Regions from separate parts of the Mus musculus genome. Here region 1 is linked to region 2. The links are chromatin contacts, called in public promoter capture Hi-C maps. All regions are on one chromosome and are shown on one strand. Each heading gives the region's core, a stretch centred on a gene start, on an enhancer-like site or on the middle of the called end of the contact. The rest is flanking DNA. Distances are from core to core; before and after follow the strand shown.

Region 1 (2,700 bases), core at 74-2,573, 49 kb before region 2:
GTCTTTTGAGGGTTAATAATTTAGGCAGCTTGGGCTTCGTAGAAGATGCAGATAAAGATATTAATTTGAGAATCCTCTATCTAAACTCTCTATTAGAGACTCCTCTAATTTGTGTTGTCTGTAATGTTTCAGCTGGTAAAATTCTCTTAATGCTTCTGACCTAACCCTGTACTGGGAGAACTTGGCATGGGGTGGTCACAACAACCACATACCCACTTTAAAGCAGAATGGGGATTACTTAGGGACAAAAGACAGGATAATGGGGGTGACAATGAGCAAAATAATGAGATATATACATATGTGTGTGTGTACAAAAATGTCATAAGAAAACAGCATTTTATATAACCAAAAATTAAAAAATCAGATTAGCAGCAAATATTATATAAAACTTATTTTGTTCCAGACTCACCCTAAGTGCTTTTTGCAAATTAGCTCGCTCATTCCTCATAGCAACCCTGTGCAGTAGCATTATCTCTATTTGCTGATGAGAAAATGGAGAGACAGAGGGGTTAATCAGCTTGCCCAAGGTCACACAGTGAGTGGCTGAACTAGAATTTTGACCTATACTCAATCTGGCTCTGTAGTCTTTGTTCTTTAACACCGTGTGGCCCCAGCATAACAAGTTTAGACATGAGTTGTGCAGGTTCAGGGGCCAAGTTCTCTCCCTTTAAAGAGTTGAGGTGGTCAGGCCTCTCTCTTGGGTCTTGAATCCTCAGGTTATAGGGGCTTAGAAGTTATGTCATGCCCTGTGCAATGTTTTTTGAACACACACCTCTTTCGTGTACTTGTAACACAGGGGAGATCACCTCAGTTTTAGAGCCATTAAGATGCAGTTGAGGTGAAAGCAGGGTTATGGCTTCCCAGAGGAAACATAAAAATGAAGGCGGCATGGGGTAGCCTCTGGACCTTAGTGTGAAGGGATAATTGCCTTTTACTATAGGCCTTTAATGCACAATTTGCAGGCTAATATTGTTTAAATTACCATCTCTTCCACTGTTTCTTATAACGTTTAAGTTCCGCCATTGAATTCCTGAGAAGTGGTGCCCTAGCCCTGTACTGTCATGGATTCTCCCCCAACGTAAGCTGTGGAGGATGTCGGGGTGGGGGGTGGGGACAGAGAGCAGACACCCTTAGAGATGAACGCAGACGTTTACATTTGTGTGTCCAAGTTTAGAAGAGGTGGGCTCTGCCAGTACTCTCATGCATAAGACATGTTGGATCCCTGGGCCTAGATGAACAGTGAATGTGTTGGATATGTGTGGTCTGTGTGCACACATGTTCATCCCTGTTGGTAAAACAGGCTCCCTGCTTCCCTGTTCTGCTTTTTCTGGACAGTGCTTTCTTGAGAACAGGGAAGTTCTTTATAATTAGGACACATCGTAAGGAACAGAAGTCACAGTCAGAAGTAAATGAGTCAGATCTTTTATGAGGAGATGCAGAGGAAGGGTGATAAGCTACCGGGGAAACATGGCACCCTGACATCCCGGAAGGAGTTCATTTGCTGGGTAGCTCTTCCAGGTTAACACAAAAGGACCTATTAGAGTCTGTCAGGTAGGAAGGGCTCTGCAATGTGGGAAATCAATAGGATGGAAACAGAAACTTCTAGAAAGTTGCTATAGTTTTCCATTTCACAGGGGTACGTTTAGAATAATGAGATCATCTTTTTAGCCATATTATGGGTACCTGTGGTGTGTGTGTGTGTGTGTGTGTGTGTGTGCATGTGAGGTGTGTTGTGTTTATATGTGGTGCGTGTGTGTGTATGTGGTGATTTCATGTGTTTGTATGTGTAGTATGTTGTGTGTGTGTGTGAGAGAGAAAGAGAGTGTGTGTGTGGTGTGTTGTATGTGTAGATCCTGCTGATCAAGTTGCAAACATCTCTATAATGTGCAAGCTAACTTTTAGATTTTGTGAGAATAACAGGAAGTTGTTTAGTTTTCTGCAGCCCATTAAACATTTGTACCTGATGTATTTTGTGGTAGGCAGAATAATGGTGTTCTAGAGGTACCCTCACTAGGCTCCCGGAATGCATGGCTATGTTCTAGGTCACGTTCCACAGTAAAGAGGCGTTAAGGTGACAGTCAGGAGTAAAGCATACGGATCAGTTGATATTAAAATAGGCTGTACACCTTGGACCACCCAGGTGGGCCCAATGTAATCATCGAGGTCTTTAGAAGTGGAAGCAGGAGGCAGGAAAATTGATTTGATCAAAGCAACTGAGGGAGAGGAAGGCCCACCTGGTCCTGCCTGGCTTTGCAGATAGAGCGAATATATAGGCCTAGCTTGTCTCTCTCTTGTGTTTTGAAGGAGGAAAACTGGCTTCCAGGGAGATCATACTAAAAGGTATCATGTGCCCATATCCTGCCTGGGTACCTCTATGAACATCTGCATGGGCTATCACTCTCTCTCAAAATCCTCTGACTTCATGCTTAGAAACAGAAGAGAAGGCTCAGAGGCCAGCTAATGGCTCTTGGTCCTCTTTGCAGTATTATTGGTTATTGGATATACATTGGGACCAATGTGCAACTTAAAAAACAAACAAACAAACAAACAAACAAACATCTGGCTGCATCCATATGGAGTTTGACTTTGCATTTTAGGAAAGCCTGAGGACATGGGCACAGGCATGTCCCATGGAACCCCTACGTGATTCCAATGTACTTTGCACAAGCTCTCCATTCCTCCTAGGCTAGAGAAGATGCT
Region 2 (2,700 bases), core at 26-2,525:
CTGGAGATGAAGAATGGAGAGGCATGTCGGTGGGAGGTACCCTTCGCAGGAGAGGTTGGTTCTGTTTTCAGCATCAATTGTCCAGTTCGAGGCTTCGGAAGTGTTAGCATCCCTGGAGTTGAAGTCATTAGGGTAGAGCCTCGAGTCGTCACCTAATTGCATTAAGGAGTTTGGAATTGAGCTCAGGGAGATATTGTCTTCACAGAGAATTTCCATGTCTAAGCCGGAAGTTGTAGCAGATGAAGTGTGGAGAGACTAGCGAGTCATAGCCGGGGCTCACCATTCATCTTTACGTCCTGGAGCTAGGGCATGCTGAAGCGGAGACCTGTGTGGCTCCTCTGGCTGCTTTCTCCTCTTCCATAGTAAGAGTTACAGAAGTGTGATGGCTCTTGATTATGCCTCGCTTCACAGTGCTAGGGAGAGTCCACGGCGGAGCTGTAAGTTCTCACGGAAGCAAAGGCAAAAAAAGCAGTGTGGAGCATTTGGAGACACAAACGTGTTCCTGGTTAAGGAAGAAAAGTTTTGTATCCGGTGAGAATCTTTCAGCCAATTCTCGGGTTGGATATGCTGCTTTCAAGAGTTCAGCCATCACAAAGTTAAAACAGCATGAGATCCAAAACGAGGAGGGAGGGCTGTGTGCCCTCTATATTAATTAAGGAAGTCAATTAAAAATCCACGCAATGTTAATGCCATCATAAGGGTTAACCCTTTTTAGTCTCAGGCAGAATCGCCGCAGCGATGGTCAGGAATTTCAGCTTGTATCTCTGGCTCAGTTAACGAAAGGAAAACGCATCCCGAAGCGCAGCAGAGAACTTTCCACATCAGAAATTCTCGCGGCAATGACGGCATTCTAGCCAAGCGTGACTTTAAGCAGAAAGAAAATCCCACAGCAGTAAAGGACAGCAGCCGAGGAACTTACATTCATTGTCGCCAGGGTCCGCTATCCTGTGACTTGCCTGTCGCATGGTGACTAGGCCAGTGTGGAATCCCCTCTCTTTGAGCTTCTAGCAGCATAAGATGATAGTAATTTGATTTCTGTTTCTGCTGACTTCAAAAACCGCATGCCGGTTCCAGCACGGTTGAAGTCTGTGCTGGCTGCTTCTGCTACTGCTGAGCTTGGTTGGGTCTTCCCTCCCAGAGCCTGGCTGCTTGCTGAGGCGAGCGCACAGAGAGGAATCAGTCACTAGGGAGCCCCTCTCAAAGTCACACAAAAGAGCCGCAGGGAAAGTAGGAAACGCTGTCTGTATCAAGAGGCTCCCGGAGCTCCAAAAGAATAAGCCCCTCCTGGTTGCCTCCTTCCTCAGACCTCCCTCTGTCACTGTGTCATAACCTGCAAGGTGGCAACAGCCAGGAAGGGCGGACCAAACAACCCCCTCCCCCGCGCGCCCCCATTCTTTCTGCTACAGGTTAATTAGGAACCTTTCCTTAAAAAAAGAGAGAACAAGGAGACAGCTTAGGGGACAGCAGGCAGGAGGGGTACATGGCAGTCATATTTTTAGGCTGAGGGGTGAAGAATGAGAAGATAAATAAGGCTAGAAAACGGCATGTCCTGGGATCTGGGAGCATCCAGCACTTCTATCCAAGCCAGTGATGATGTGTCCAGGAGGGATGGCTGACCGTGGCGACATGAGTTCAGAGGAATCAGGAAGTCTGTGGCAATAACTGATAAACTATCAGAACAATTTTTAGTTACTTAAATGCATTTAAGCACACACACTATTGCTATGTGTATGCATCCTGTAACTAGCTTACTTTTCTTCATCTCAAACCTGTCGCCAAGAAATAATGAAAAACTTCATGTTAGAAAATGAAGGGTTTTGTTCTATTTTGTTCTATGTTTTTTTCCCCCAGAAGTGACCCTAATGATAAAGCGACTCACATGCAAAAGAAGCTCTCTCCCAAGTGGTCCTTAAAGGAAGATAGATGCACTCATGACAGATAAGAAAATGGATTACTTTCTTATAATAATCCTGGACACCAGGGGCTTTTGGGGGGTTCTGTCCATCTCATTCTTCTCTCTGTCTTTTACATTCTCAGTTCAGCCACTCCTGTGCCTTCGATGTGTTGTCAATTCTCCTCATGGCAGTGAGCTAAATGTCCAGTTGCCTTCTAGATCCGTTTGTCTATGACCCAGGAGACCTTCCATCCTGACCCTCTCTTTGAGGTTTATTGCCACATGTCCTCCTGGCTCATGAAATCATCATACGGTCCACCCAGCCCTTCATCCCTTCTTCCTGCCTATGCCCAGAGGTTCCCAGCATTCCCTGCCCCGCACGCAAAGTTCTCAGCTCTCCTCTGCTCAGCCCACAGTGGGGAGCCCTTCTGCTCTTCCTGGGCAGGCACATAATTTCCCAGATTGCCTACCTGGGACTGGGCTGCTGGTCTTGTGAGTGCAGTGCATGCCGTGTGTGTGTGTGTGTGTGTGTGTGTGTGTGTGTGTGTGTGTGTGTGTGTGTGTGTGTGCGCGCGTGCGTGTGCGTGCGCGTGTGCGAGTGCGTGTGCGCGCGCGCTAGTGCGCACGTGTATACAGAGTAGGTGTGGGAGTCATAGTCCTTTGGTTCAGAATCCAGCTTTTTAACTCATACAACCTAACTCAGTTGCCTTTAGAGCCCAGTGCTCTCTCCTCCCAGGGTGGTATTTAGCTCCATCCCTGGGTTACAGTGAGGTATCAGACAACATGCACAAATGTTTAGCCTATGC

Evidence for each region. Promoter capture Hi-C pulls out the DNA fragments that hold promoters and counts their contacts.
Region 1: a promoter capture Hi-C map of macrophages shows a contact between it and region 2, with 9 read pairs. The contact joins the enhancer-like site here to the promoter of Htr2a in region 2. A contact is called at or near these places in 2 of 39 promoter capture datasets (liver and macrophages), 2 of 15 datasets of contacts at CTCF or cohesin (the G1E-ER4 cell line and the NIH/3T3 cell line), 8 of 484 Hi-C or Micro-C datasets (the G1E-ER4 cell line, bone marrow-derived macrophages, extraembryonic ectoderm and 3 more), 6 of 115 datasets of contacts at active chromatin or transcription factors (bone marrow-derived dendritic cells, bone marrow-derived macrophages, embryonic fibroblasts and 2 more) and 1 of 9 other capture datasets (adipose tissue).

The regions. Positions count from the first base shown.
Region 1 is chr14:74,688,449-74,691,148 of GRCm38.p6, reverse strand. The region is part of intron 2 of Htr2a (5-hydroxytryptamine (serotonin) receptor 2A); the gene reads right to left. Among named protein-coding and RNA genes, the nearest start is that of Esd, 42 kb to the left of the region's middle. Within about 2 kb of position 1,323, at least 10 of the 459 cell types and tissues checked have an H3K27ac peak or open chromatin away from gene starts, as enhancers often do. A contact at or near this core is called in bone marrow-derived dendritic cells, bone marrow-derived macrophages and macrophages, where this site is marked.
Region 2 is chr14:74,639,449-74,642,148 of GRCm38.p6, reverse strand. Htr2a (5-hydroxytryptamine (serotonin) receptor 2A) reads right to left here and starts at 1,275. Exons shown (of 3, transcript NM_172812.3): 1 at 1-1,275. The coding sequence starts at 216. It overlaps Gm41210 (a long non-coding RNA gene), which reads left to right and starts at 1,303. Exons shown (of 3, transcript XR_874820.3): 1 at 1,303-2,700.